Linked DNA regions of Mus musculus: region 1 is linked to region 2. The links are chromatin contacts, called in public ChIA-PET maps. All regions are on one chromosome and are shown on one strand. The core of a region is the stretch at or near the end of the contact, and the rest is flanking DNA. Distances in the headings are between cores, read along the strand shown. Region 1 holds the start of AA388235 (expressed sequence AA388235). Region 2 holds the start of Zfp414 (zinc finger protein 414).

Evidence for each region. ChIA-PET counts read pairs in DNA pulled down with a chosen protein or histone mark.
Region 1: an RNA polymerase II ChIA-PET map of memory CD8 T cells shows a contact between it and region 2, with 114 read pairs. The contact joins the promoter of AA388235 here to the promoter of Zfp414 in region 2. A contact is called at or near these places in 2 of 115 datasets of contacts at active chromatin or transcription factors (memory CD8 T cells and pancreatic cancer cells) and 1 of 9 other capture datasets (adipose tissue).

Annotation. Positions count from the first base shown.
Region 1 is chr17:33,976,599-33,983,120 of GRCm38.p6, forward strand. AA388235 (expressed sequence AA388235) reads left to right here and starts at 4,894. Exons shown (of 1, transcript NR_033305.1): 1 at 4,894-6,522. It also overlaps the pseudogene H2-K2.
Region 2 is chr17:33,626,336-33,633,341 of GRCm38.p6, forward strand. It overlaps Zfp414 (zinc finger protein 414), which reads left to right and starts at 2,757. Exons shown (of 6, transcript NM_026712.3): 1 at 2,757-2,881; 2 at 3,462-3,744; 3 at 4,032-4,139; 4 at 4,241-4,346; 5 at 4,794-5,128; 6 at 5,207-5,381. The coding sequence starts at 2,879. The coding sequence ends at 5,271.

The DNA of each region.
Region 1 (6,522 bases), core at 3,644-6,143, 350 kb after region 2:
CTCAGCCCTGGATTGCAGAAGACCCTGCCTCTCAGAGTCCAATTCCTGATTCACTGGGGGGAGGGAGCACTGTAACTTGTGGGGGCAGAGGAAGAGCAGGAGGCTTCTGGATGTTTAGTTCTGACAGGAAACAGTCTAAGTTCACAGGAATCTCTCCTTTAATGAGAACCCTGATTTAACTTGCCTAATTATCCAGGTTAGCAGCCTCCCCTGACACCTGTGGAGACTGATACACATGATAATACAAGGGCATGGAGAAACAGGATCACTCCAGTGCAGACCAAACCTGACTAGAAGCAAAATAATACCTTCAAAAACAAACAAACAAACAAACAAACAAACAAACACCCAAAAAGTAAAGAAAAAAGAAAATATGAAATAAGAAAATGAAAAGAGGGATGGAGAGATGGCTCAACTGCTCTTCTAAAGGTCCTGGTTCAAACCCCAGCAACCACATGGTGGCTCACAACTATCCGTAATGAAATCTGACGCCCTCTTCTGGTGCATCTGAAGACAGCTACAGTGTACTTAGATATAAAAATGAATAAATCTTTAAAAAAAAGAAAGAAAATGAAAAGAGAAAAAAATAAGAAATTCCACGATTTATATTCCTGTACTGTACCCCATAAAGGCTCGTGGACCATTCACCACTGTAGGAATAGATAGAATTGGGTTGTTGAAGGGACGCAAACCCCACAGATAGGAAAGGATCTGTGAGAATGTATTCTTTGGAAAGTTCTAAAAGCTGGGGGGAACCATCCTTGTGTAGGGGAGTCCATGTCTCTTATCAGGTAAGGAGACTTCCGGTCCTGAGGTGTAAGGACTGACACATTCAGCAGGACAGGAGTCCATGTCCACAGACAGTGGGTGTGGGCTGAGAACCCGGCCTGGGAGAGGCCATGGCTGACAGAGGCTGCAGGGGAGCTGAAGGGAGCAGCTGTTGTTACCTCAGGGAAATTCTCTCCTTCCCTCCTGAGACAGCCTGGGCACTGTCCAGGGAGAAGGCTGAGCCCTGGGAGAGTCAGTGCAGTCACTGTGATGAGGGATCAGGAGACCCAGGGTCACTCTCTCCCCTCTGAGACAGGGGCATCACCCCAGCTGAGGGTTTCTTCTTCCCCAGGACTGAGCCCCAGCCCCAGGGCAGAGGGAGGAGCTGCCCGCGGCCCCTGCACCTGTGCGCAGCAGCGTCGCGTTCCCGAGCTCCAGGTATCTGCGGAGCGACTCCATGCACGCGCCCTCCAGGTAGGCCCTCTCTCTTTCTGCAACACCAACCTGTTCCAGTTTTTGTCCAGTAATCTGAGCTGCTATGTCTGCTGTCGTCCACGTTTTCAGGTCTTCGTTCAGGGCGATGTAATCCTGGCCATCGTAGGCATACTGCCAGTACCCACGGAGGAGGCGCCCGTCGGACCCCACCTCACAGCCAGACATCCGCTGGTAAGTGTGAGAGCCTGCGGGACCCCGCGGTCAGCACCCCCTGACCCCCCTCCCGTGTTCTGCCGGACCCGACCACTAGCGGACACCTACAAACTGAAAGGGACCAGTGCTGGGTTGTGGTTCTGCTCCCGAACCTCGGACTTGGGGCCCGGGAACTTTCCATCTCAGGTCTCCTTGTCCGGACATGGAGGGGTTGTGACATCCGACCCTGGGTCACCCACCGCCCTCGCTCTGGTTGTAATAGCCGCGCAGGGTCCTCAGGTTCACTCGAGAAATCTGCTCCGTGTTCTTGGCGACCTGTGTCTCCCGCTCCCAATACTCCGGCCCCTCCTGCTCCATCCATGGCGCGCGCGGTTCCATCCTCGGATTCTCCGCGTCGCTGTCGAAGCGCACGAACTGCGTGTCGTCCACGTAGCCGACAGCGATGAACCGGGGCTCCCCGAGGCCGGGCCGGGACATGGCGGTGTGGAAATACCGCAGCGAGTGTGAGCCTGGGGGCGGAAAGCGGTGAGACCCCGACTTCCTCCCAGGACCACGGGCGGGTGCGCGGGCTGGGAGGGGAGCAGGACGCGGGGCTGGAGACGCTGGTGGAGATCGGGTGAAAGATCAGATAAGCCACACAGGGACGAGGCTACCCCGGTGTTGGCCCCGCCCCTCCCCGCAGAGGCTGTTTCCCTCCCGACCCCGCACTCACCCGCACAGGTCTGAGTCGGGGCCAGGGCGGCCTCCAGCAGCAGGAGCACTGTGCGCCAAGCCATCCAATCCTATCTGGGATCCGGGGCATCTGAGTTCTGCTAGCTGTGTGGACTTTGCCTCCGCGAAGCTGGTTGGTTCCCCAGGAACGCGCCACCCATTGGGTGTGAGACCTGTAGGCGTGTCATCAGTGTCCTGACAGAAGCGCCTGACCCAGGTTAGGAGCAGAAGTGAAACTGACCAGATGGGGAATCCCCAGCCCTGGGCTTCCCCAGCCCTGACCTCATACACTGGAGACTAGGACTTTGCCTGAACCCTGTGCTGTGGAGTCTCTAAGTCCTGATCCAGAAGCTGTCAGGACACCAGGAGAGACTCTCAGGCCAGACTCTCTATGTCCTCTCCTCCACCCTTCCTCTTCCTTCTTCTCTTCAGAAGTCACACCCTAGTGTCTTCTAGAAGAAAAGCCACTTCCGGGAATACAATGGGGACACAAGCGCTTGGGGACGCAGTGGAGAGAGGTTTCTCCTTAAAGCAGAGGCGCTGGCCTGCAAGCCCACACGGACCCCACAGAGACCAGGCTCTGTTCACCTGCAAGGGGTGGTTCACACTGCCAAGCCTGAGTGCAGGACTCTCATCTGTTAAGTGTAGACTTTGCTCTCCCCTTAGGATTTGTCTTCTCAGCCTCAGGGTTAGAGGCTTCTGAGATTGTCCAAGTGGATTGTCGTTGTCTCAGCACAGGAGACCCCCTTGTCCACTGAAGAGAGACCCCTGTGCAGACCACAGACAGCAGGGCACTGATCGCTGTCTCCACTGCACTTCTCTGTGTCTGCACGTCCAAGGTACATTTGTTTTAGTGACTTAATCACAGTAGGAGAGGAGCTGTCACCGACTATACCACAGAAAAAGGATGATAGTGTGGTAGAAGTTATGTAATTTCTGACCCTCTCCCTCCCTCCCTGACCTTCACTCACACTTAAGAGCTGATGAGGTGAGAGACATGAATGTCACAGCTGTGTGGGACACTGGATCTGATAACTGAGTTGGCCCCAGAGTTCCTCACGCCTGTGCAGTGTGGACACTGGAAGAAAGATGATCCTCATGCCAGAGAGCACACACTGGTGTTTCGAGGTTTCACCCCTGATCAGTGATATTGGGAAAGATTAAGTTTACACAGGTTTTGGTTGTGTGGAGTTTGACCTGACCTCTCCCCCGTTTCCCTGAGAACTTGATGCTCTTAGGTTTCATCCTGACTAGGGAAGCAACTGGCCTTAAGCAGCTCCACAGAAGGATCTGTCTCTGTTACTTTTCTTCTGTTTTATCCTGTTTTTATAAGGCAAGGTGGGTCTCCACAGATGACCATGTTCATCAGGCTGGCCTTGAACTCACAGAGTTCGCCTGTCTGCTGGGATTAATGGCCTGTGTCATCACACTTGGCTTTCGTTACTTTTCTACGACTATAAGACGTTGGGACCCCATCAAGTTGTGAATGTTTTTAATCTGTTCTCTACTTTCAGAGAATGTGAATCCATGACGGCAGAGGAAAGACATGGTACAAGAACAGTGTAAGCTCACACATCTATCTGCATACCAAAGGAGAGACACTGGGAACAGTGGGAGTCGCTCCTCCCCACCCTCCCATCAGTGCTTCATTGGCTTGCTCTCTCATGAGGTCACAGCTCAGTGGGTCAGCCATGTCCCTGCACTCACACTGGTCCTTGCTGTCTTCTGAGAGCACTGTCAGAAAGCACAGGTGTCGATCACACGTTGGCTTGTTCCAGTGGCAGTCGAGAGTTGTAGGCGTAGGACACAGTGTTCAAGGCGTCCTTGTAACGGTCCATGCATATGGTGATGCATTCCTGCTCAGAGTTGTCCAAGGAGCCCCAGGCTTCCTGATGCACTTCCTGAAACGCCTGTCAGTCATCTTGAGCAGCTCCTGCTCATGCGCAATGGCGGTCTGCACGTTCACCTGCTCTATAATGGTCCCTGGTCCAGCTTTCCGCAACCTACGCCATTAAAGTCCAGCCAGACCACAGGCACAGCCAAACGCAGGTGCCTGGAGCCTGGAAATGTTTAAAACCTCAATGCCCAGCCCAGTGACACTTCTCCAACCAAGCCACACCTCCAATCTTTCTCAAGAGTTCCATCTGCTGGATATGAAGGATTCATTCCTATGAGCCCGTGTGGCTGTTCTCATTCAAACCAGCATAGCGTTCACTATGAAATGGAAGAGACCAGCAGGGTTCTGCAGATGTGTCCAGTGCAATCTGACAGAGATACCCTCCAACAGGGGACTCTGCGGAGTTAGGTCTCCCCCTTTGCCTCTGTCCCCTCCTGCTCAGCCCCTCTCTGTCTCTGTCCTCAGGCCTCTCCCCATCAGTGCCCAGCTCCCCTCCCTCCTGAGCTATGCACTGACACTGTCTCTTCCTGGGCCTCTAGTTTCTCTCATGTGCTCAGCAGCAGGCTGTGGATCAGCTGTGTGGTTTTGATGTGAACATTCCAGTGGTGGCTGGAGAGATGGCTCAGAGCTGAGAGCACGTGTTCCTTGTTGGGAGCCGCCCCACATTCGCTGTCACAAGGTGGCGCTGACATCCTGTGTTCTAAGTGGTAAACAAATAATCTGCGCATGTGCCAGGGTACTCCTCCCCCCATGTACTCTGCCTTCCCCGTGACTACAACTCGGCCATGGGCTGCAGCCAATCAGGGAGTGATGCATCCTAGCAAAAATATAGTTCTCCTTAAAGAGGGAGGGGGTTTCCGCCATCTCTCTCTCGCTGGCATCTCTCTGGCTCTGCGCGCCTTGCGCTCTCTCGCTGCCTAAAGATGTAACAATAGGACTCGGCGCTCTGGCGCGCCCTCGCTCTCCCGCGCGCTCTGGCGCTCTGGCCCCATAAAGATGTAAGCAATAAAGCTTTGCCGCAGAAGATTCTGGTTGTTGTGTTCTTCCTGGCCGGGTGTGAGAGAACGCGTTTGTAACAGTTCCTGTTGCAGAGGATCCAGGGTGAGTTCCATCAGCACATGGTGGCTGTCAACCATCTGCAACTTCAGTTCCCAGGGATCGAATGCTAGTGCTAGTGCACATACATATTCACATACAAAAATGATTACATCTCATGACAATAAAATTTTAAAAATATGATTTGAAAAATACTCCTTCTCTTTCTCCTACACATCCAGAGTGTGAGGACAGGAGTGGAGGGCACAGGAATGTTTGGACATCACTGTCCCACCAGCCAATGAAGAGCGCTCTGTAACAGGACAGGAAAAGATGGTTGAAATAGAGTGTATTGAAATGACAATTTGTCAAAAAGCATAAAATTAAAAATACAGATGATATTTCATTTTATGAACCTACCATGCCCAGTGGGTCACAGCCTCATCCCAGGAAGAAGACACAGTGTGTGCTCATCTTTGCACTTGAGCTGATGTGAGTTTTTGATTCCCTATGAACAAGATAAATTCGACTCAGACGTTTGAATGCTAATTTGTAACAGCCCATGACATCCCAACATCCAGAGCATTCCTGCAGAGAAAGGTGTCCCCTTTCCCATCTTCCCTCCCACTGCAGACCCTCCAGAGTCTCACCTGTTGAAGATGAAAGAGAAGCATCGCATTCTTGGGCAACAGCGCCGCCTGGTGGAAGAAACAAAGAGGACAGCGTCTGAACCCACAGAGCTGAGGGTAAAGGGGATCCAGGCTGCTGAGCTGCCCCAGGGCCTCCTTCCTATCTGCACTTCTCCAGGGCTCTCAGGTCTCAGGCCGCCCTGCTCTCATCAAACTACATCCAGAAGAACTTTACGTGCTTTTCCAGCCGTGGGAAGAAAACTCCCTGTAAGAGGGGAGGCAGGAGGCAGAGCCATGGGTGCTAAAAGGAGCTGCAAAGCCCCAGAGAGCAGTTCCAGAACTCGGACAGGGACCATGGTGATGATTCTTTGATGTCAGCTACATGTGGGGTTAACTAAAACCTCAAAATGGAGGGCAGCATCTGTGAGGTGTTTTTGCTTAATTTGAAGTGTGAAAATCAATTTCTGATCCTTTTCTTTGAGGTAGGAAGACACAGGTGTAAACCAGAATATTTGAGCAGGAGCCCCTCCCACTTTTTGCTCTGGGCCATGACTTCTGCTGGAAGCCTACATGAAGACCTGGAAGAAGGAAAGGCTTGCTCTGTGTCTGCTTGCTCTTCTGGTTTCTACAGTTGCTGATTCAGGCATGGTGTTTCCCTACTGAGAGGACTGGACTGTACCTGCTGGTTCCTGTATGGGGTCTGCTGGCCAAGAAGTCTGGACTGAAGCTGTTGATTCGTATTTGGTGTTTGCCATGGGACTGAACTGCTGACAAAGAAAATTGAGCTTGCCCCCCAAAAGCTATTGTTAAACAGGTCCACTTCCCCCATATCTA
Region 2 (7,006 bases), core at 1,507-4,006:
GATGTTAGCCCAGAAACTTAGAATACCCAAGATATAAGATACAATTTGCTAAACACATGAAACTCAAGAAGAATGAAAATCAAAGTGCAGACTCTTTGCCCCTTCTTAGAATTGGGAACAAAACACCCATGGAAGGAGTTACAGAGACAAAGTTTGGAGCTGAGATGAAAGGATGGACCATCTAGAGCTGCCATATCCGGGGATCCATCCCATAATCAGCTTTCAAATGCTGACACCATTGCATACACTAGCAAGATTTTGCTGAAAGGACCCAGATATAGCAGTCTCTTGTGAGGCTATGCCGGGGCCTAGCAAACACAGAAGTGGATGCTCACAATCATTTATTGGATGGATCACAGGGCCCACAATGGAGGAGCTAGAGAAAGTAACCAAAGAGCTAAAGGGATCTGCAACCCTATAGGTGGAACAACAATATGAACTAACCAGTACCCCCGGAGCTCATGTCTCTAGCTGCATATGTATCAGAAGATGTCCTAGTCGGCCATCAGTGGAAAGAGAGGCCCATTGGTAGTGCAAACTTTATATGGGGAAGGCCAGGGCCAAGAAGTGGGAGTGGGTGGGTGGGGGAGTTGGTGGGGGAGTGTGGAGGGGACTTTTGGGATAGCATTCGAAATGTAAATGAAATAAATACCTAATAAAAATTTTTTCAAAAAAAAAAAAAAAGAGTTGCCTTGGTCATGGTGTCAGTTCACAACAGTAAAATCCTAACTAATACACCCATTAAGGGGTGGAATTTGGTAAGGCAGATTCAAATGTCTTTGAGTCATTTCTCCCTCAGTAAGTAACCCCTTGCCTATATCCCTGTAGTAACTTAAGAAAACCCTTGATCCACTATAGTGGCTTTGGTGTTATTCATACTTTGCTCTGTCATGGGTTATTTATCTAAGGTGAGTAGAAGTGTTTGTGTTTCCCTGGAAAAAGTCTTGTCATACAACTGATCCTACCATAGAAATATGACGACCTAAGTTCATATCCCCAGATACCAGGTAAATGCCAGGTGGGCACTATGGCCCACCTGCAGCTTCAGCCTCAGACAGTAGAGACCGTGCATCCCCAGAGCAAGAATAGTCATATTGTTGAGCTCTGAGTTTGATTTTGAGGTCCTGTCTCATCGAATAAGGAGGAAGAGGCCTGGAGGATTATTCCCCACTGCAACCACCAGCCTCCATATGCACAAGCCACAAAGTGAACATGTACCCACAAATGTGAGTATGCACCTGCAAACAAATACCCCACAAACATGTGTGCATATATACATGCAACCACATACACAAAAATGGAAAAACAAACATTCATCAATGACTACTTCAGAAACCATGGTTTCTCTCTCTTCCACCTCTTGAAAGTCCTACAGGAGCCAGGCGTGGTGGCGCACGCCTTTAATCCCAGCACTCGGGAGGCAGAGGCAGGCAGATTTCTGAGTTCGAGGCCAGCCTGATCTACAGAGTGAGTTCCAGCCAGGGCTACACAGAGAAACCCTGTCTCGAAAAAACAAAACAAAAGAAAGAAAGAAAGAAAGAAAGAAAGAAAGAAAGAAAGAAAGAAAGAAAGGAAGGAAGAAAGGAAGCCCTACAGGACTCACCCAAGTTCTCTTTCTGACCTCCATACCAACATCTTTATTCTGTTTCAATAGTGCAGAGGTCTCGCCCTTGCTTACGAAAGGGGAGCTTGCTCTTTGCCAGCTCAGGACATCTGCGCCAGCTTGCTGTAGTGCTCTGCTTCTGTAGGCATCAAGGCACAGCTCAAGTCACCCCCTTAGACAGGCTTCCCTGACTCCTCATTTCACATCAGTTTTGTTTGTTTTCTTATCTCCTAGGATAGATCCAAGATCATTTTTCTGCTGTTGTTGATTTATTGTCTCTCCATTTTCTTGGTTGACTAGAGACTCCCAAGAGCAGTACTAAGTTCCTGGCACATAGGATGCACTTAAGGAAAGTAGGGTGGGCAGGCGACCTCTCAGTAGTAGTGCACTTGGGATTCATTTTCACACCTCTCGACCTGTGGAATTTGCTTGTTCCTGAAGATCCATTAGTTAGAGTGTTTCTCACATTGGGCTATTACAACAGATTCGTACTTGCTGCACACTGGATGTGCTGAAAATTTTATGGTGCTTGCTAGGAAGATGGGTCTGTGCAGACACAAGGGACCAGGGTTCAAACCCACAATCATGTAAATGAGAAAGAGTTTGGATCTCTAGCCCTCCCTGTGAGGCATAGCAGCTTCCTGTAATCAGGGCCCTTTGGAGGTGGACACAGGAATCTTCTGACAAGTAAGTTAGCTAGCTAGGTGGGAACTGGTGAGCTCCAACTTCAGTGAGAGATGTTGCCTCAGTGAATGAAGTGGAGAGCAATGAAGGAAGACAATGTCTACCTTGGACCTCCGCTCTTACCTGCTCACATCTGTGCATATACATATTCATTTGTACGTGTATGTGTACAGAGCTAAGGATGTGGCTTGCTTTGTAGAGAGTTTGCCTAGCATATATGAAAACTCTGGGTTTGATACTCAGTACCACCTAAAACCTGGTGTATTGGCATCTAAGTTCAAGGTCAACTTCTGTGTAAGGCCAACCTGGGCTATAAAAGTGGGGAGGGGAAGAGCTTTTGTCAGTTTTCTCTGAAATTTAAGACCAATCAAAAGCAGACCTTCTCTGTTTCTGTATAAGAGCTGCAGTGTAGTCTCAGGCCCCTCCTTCTAGAGAAGCGCCCAGAATTAGGCCACACCCCATGTCTCGCGAGATCTGAGAAGCGGGAAAATGGCGCCGATGTGAGCGAGAGACCGTGTCGCCGAGGAAGACGCCCCTGCTGGAGCCAGAGCCTCCGAAGGCACGGGAACCAGAGGTGTAACTGAGTAGAGGATGGTGAGCGCAGCACCCCGCACGCGGACGCGGAAGAGCAGCGGGACTGACAGGGAACGGTCCTGCCGCGCGCCCCCCTCCAGCTGACCCCGCCCCCACATCCGGGTCCCCGCCCGCCTCTGACTGTCACTTAGCTTTCGTCCAGCCCTGAAGGCCGGGCCACACCCACTCTCCTAGAGTTCAGTCCCTAAATTTAACACGTATTGGCTCAGAGCGTCTATCTGCTCAGCTCTAGCTTAGCCAGTATTCCCCATCATCACACGATCCACTGTAGGCCCTCCAGCATTTCCTAGTTGCTCCTCTAGGCCACACCTCCGCCCCTAGTGCCTCTCCTGCCAAAATTGAGGAAGGGATGTTAATGCTGCTTTTTTATGCATAATCCCTGATAACTCCTGCAATTGGAATTAGGAGACAGTAGCTCGGTCTGCCCTTATCTCCCGTATCTTGCTGGTGACTCAGAAAGTGGAATGACTGGGTAATATCTGGTGAGTGTTGAAGGAGTCTGTCTTGTGGACCTTTGTAGTAGAAGGGCATCTGTCTGACCTAGGGATCCCAGCCTGATTTTAGCCACTTCTTGCACCAGGAGGAACCATCCAGGCCCAGCTCGGACACGCTGACCACTGTAGAATCCAGCTCCGGTGAGCCAGACAAGGAGGTGGCATCTCCAGATGGGGCAGCTCCAGCCACTTTTTCCTCCGTGGAGGAGCCCAGCCCTAACCCAACAGCCATGCCACCAGTGTGGGACCATGGAGGACCTCTGCAGCAAGTTGCCTATCCAGCCTCAGACAGTTGCCAGACTGGCTCAACCAACACAGGCGTGGGGACCAATGAGGACCTTCGGTTGCCCAGACGCCGTCCACCGCCAGGTTATCTGTGGACCTTTCTGGGGAGTCACATGCCTTTGATAGGGCTGAGATGGTGCAAGACAAGGAATCACCTTTTATCCCATTGCGGGGGTGGGGGGGTGGGGTGGGGGGTGGTCTTCACCATTTACTGAGCACCTTGTCAATATGTCAGGTGTGGCTCCAGAGATGAACTAAACCAATCCAGCCCTTCCGGGCAGTTTATTCTGACAGTGGCTGGGTGGGGAGTAATCAAGGCTTTTGGGTAGGTCAGTAAGGAAGAGAGTAATGACACCCATTCGTTCCTGCAGGGAAACAAATACCCTGCTCTAGCCCCGGCTGCTGCCTCAGTTTCCCCAGTGTTCGTGATCTAGCACAGCATCTCCGTACCCACTGCCCACCCACACAGTCACTGGAAGGTAAGATGAGGGTTGCTGATAGTGAAGCAGATAGGCAGAGCCCCCCCCCCCAGAGTTAGTCTTAACCACCCCACTCCACATCTGCACTTTATCCCTACCAGGCAAACTCTTCCGATGCTCCGCGCTGAGCTGCACTGAGAGTTTCCCCAGCATGCAGGAGCTGGTAGCCCACGGCAAGCTGCATTACAAGCCCAACCGCTACTTCAAGTGAGAGCCTGACCATCCCCCTCTTTCAATTCCCAGATCTTTAGTGCTTCTTAGTGTGTGTGGAGGAAGGGTGGGTTGAAGTATGAGTGTGGCCTGGGAAACCAGCTCCAACCATGCATGGAAAACAGATGGGAATTAAGTCATTCTGGCTACGGGCTCAGTTTGGAGGTGCAGGGTATACATGCCGTGGTTCCGTCCAGTTCTACCTCATGTCTTATGTGGAAAACTGGCACTTAAGTAAAACCAAACTTGAGATTCTGAGCTGGAAAGGTCCAGAAGAATTAAGACTACAGTAAAGGAGGGCCTGTAGGCCAAGCTCCTTTACTTTGTGTGCAGTACTACAGAGATTCTGATATAGATACCCTTCCTACATCTTGGTCCCTGGGAAGCAGTGGATAGGCCCTTCCTGTTGCCCAGGATATAGTCCAGTACTGTGCCTGCCCCCAGGTGTGAGAATTGCCTCCTGCGCTTCCGCACTCACCGTTCACTCTTCAAGCATCTGCATGTTTGTATAGACCATGGTCAGAACCCAGCCCCGCCACCACCCCCTGCCCTGGACAAAGAGCCACCTGTACCCGAGCGTCCCCCAGAGTCCGACCCTTCGTCTTCCCTGGGCCTGCCATTCCCACTACTTGAGCCTTTTACCTCTGCCCCCACTGGGCCCTTCCTTCCATACTTGAACCCTGCACCCTTTGGCCTGAGTCCCCCTCGACTGCGCCCATTCCTGGCTGCCACTCCAGGGCCACCAGCATCCAGCACTGCCATCTGGAAGAAGAGTCAAGGTGAGTATAGGAGCAGGTTGCCTGCAAAGCTGGCTGAGCCCACCTTTATTCTGAACTTGAACTGCTTCTTTCCTGCAGGCGCTACCAGTAGTCCCAGAAGACCTCAGGGTGGCTCTGATGCGCCCTCAGGTGCGTGCAGGTGACCACCAGGGCAGGGTGGAGGGGCCTTCATTCCTATGCCCTGTGTGGGCCTTGCGAATGCTGGAAAGCAGCAGTGCCTGTCCCTTAAAATACATGATTTTTACCTTTAAAATGACTGGTACCTATGCCTTCATCTGCGCTGGCGTTCCTGTGTAAACATTTGTGTCTTGTCCAATCTCTGAGTGCTCTTCTCCGGTGGTGGATCCAGGGATAGGAGGCAAATGTGGTGCCTGCGGTGATGGGCAGTCAAGCCCAGGAAAAAGAATCCAGCTTGCCTGGACCCTGGCAGCTGAGGGGGATGGACCCAGGGAAAAGTCTAATCTGTTCTGGCCAACGTCTACCATCCATGGTTGAAAGGCTTTCTGGAGGGAGACTGAGGTGCCTGCAGGGTACCTGGCTCCCAGCCACATCACGTGGAAACACACAGATGGCTGCTATTTGTGTATGCAGTGTGTGACTTCTTCAAGAGCCTCACGGTCCACTTCCAGGACCATCACCCTGGTCACCCCACAGCCCTGACACCTGGGTTCCTTGGTGCCAACACCCAGTTGGATAAGGCTGAGCAATGTTCAGGCATAGAGCTAGAAGCAAGGGATGAGACCTAGGCTCAGCTGGCCCCCCCTCAACTCTATACAGACTCAACCCTGTTTGCTCCTGGGGTGTCACAACTGTCAGAGGGGGAGAAGCTAGTTTTATGGAAGCTTTGAAACAGCTCTGTTGAACTGAGTGGGAAGGAATACAGAGAGTTTTGTAATTTGAGGGAGGAGGGGACAATAGAGGAGGCACGTTGAGCTAGTGTGTGCTGTCTTGGGTCCCTTACCCCCCAGATAAGATTTTTTTTCTAATTTTTTTTATTTTTTGAGAAAGTATGAGAGTGTATGTGTGTACACAAGTGTAATTAATGCTCATGGAAGCCAAAAGAGGGTATAGGAGCCCCAAGCACTTGTAAGCTGTCGGGATGGGTGCTGGGAACCAAACTTGGGTCTTCTGTAAGAGCAGTATGAGAGTGAATTTTTTTTAAGCGTCACAGCTAATTTCTTTTAAAAATTAATTTATTTTAAACTTTTAACTGTGATTCCTCTCCTGCAACCCACCACCACCACCCCCCAAATAAGCACTAGGCTGTTGGACTAGGGTGCTCACATGCAATGGGAGGGCGACTTAGAATTGGCTTCACAGAATCTGGCCCTCATCAGTACTCCTGTTTTCCTGGCACCTCAGCCATGGGATCTCTCTCCAACTCAGTGCCCATCGTAGCCAGCTGTAGATAGGGTAGTCAGTGCCCACTGTTCTGTTCCACAACTTCCAGAAACCAGATACAATAGGGTTGTTCTTTATTCCAGGTTGTTTTCCTTTATTTAAAAACAAACAAACAGGCATAGTGGCACATGCCTTTAATCCCAGCACTTGGGAGGCAGAGTTAAGTGGATCTCTGAGTTTATGGCCAGCCTGTTCTACAGAGCTAGTTCTAATATAGTCAGGACTACACAGAGAAACAGTGTCTTGAAATTTCATGGCTCACCATGTTCAAGTGCTTGCCTATGCAGCCCTGATGGCCTGTGTGAGGCAGAGAGGGAAAGATCAAGTCTCCAAAGTTGTCCTTTCATATATTAGGCCCCGAGTTTAAAGTATTGTGGCACGCACCTTTAATCCCCGCACTTGCTAGACAGTCAGGCAGATCTAAGTGACAAGGTCCAGCCAGGGTACATAGTAAACACTATCTCAAGAAATTTTGTT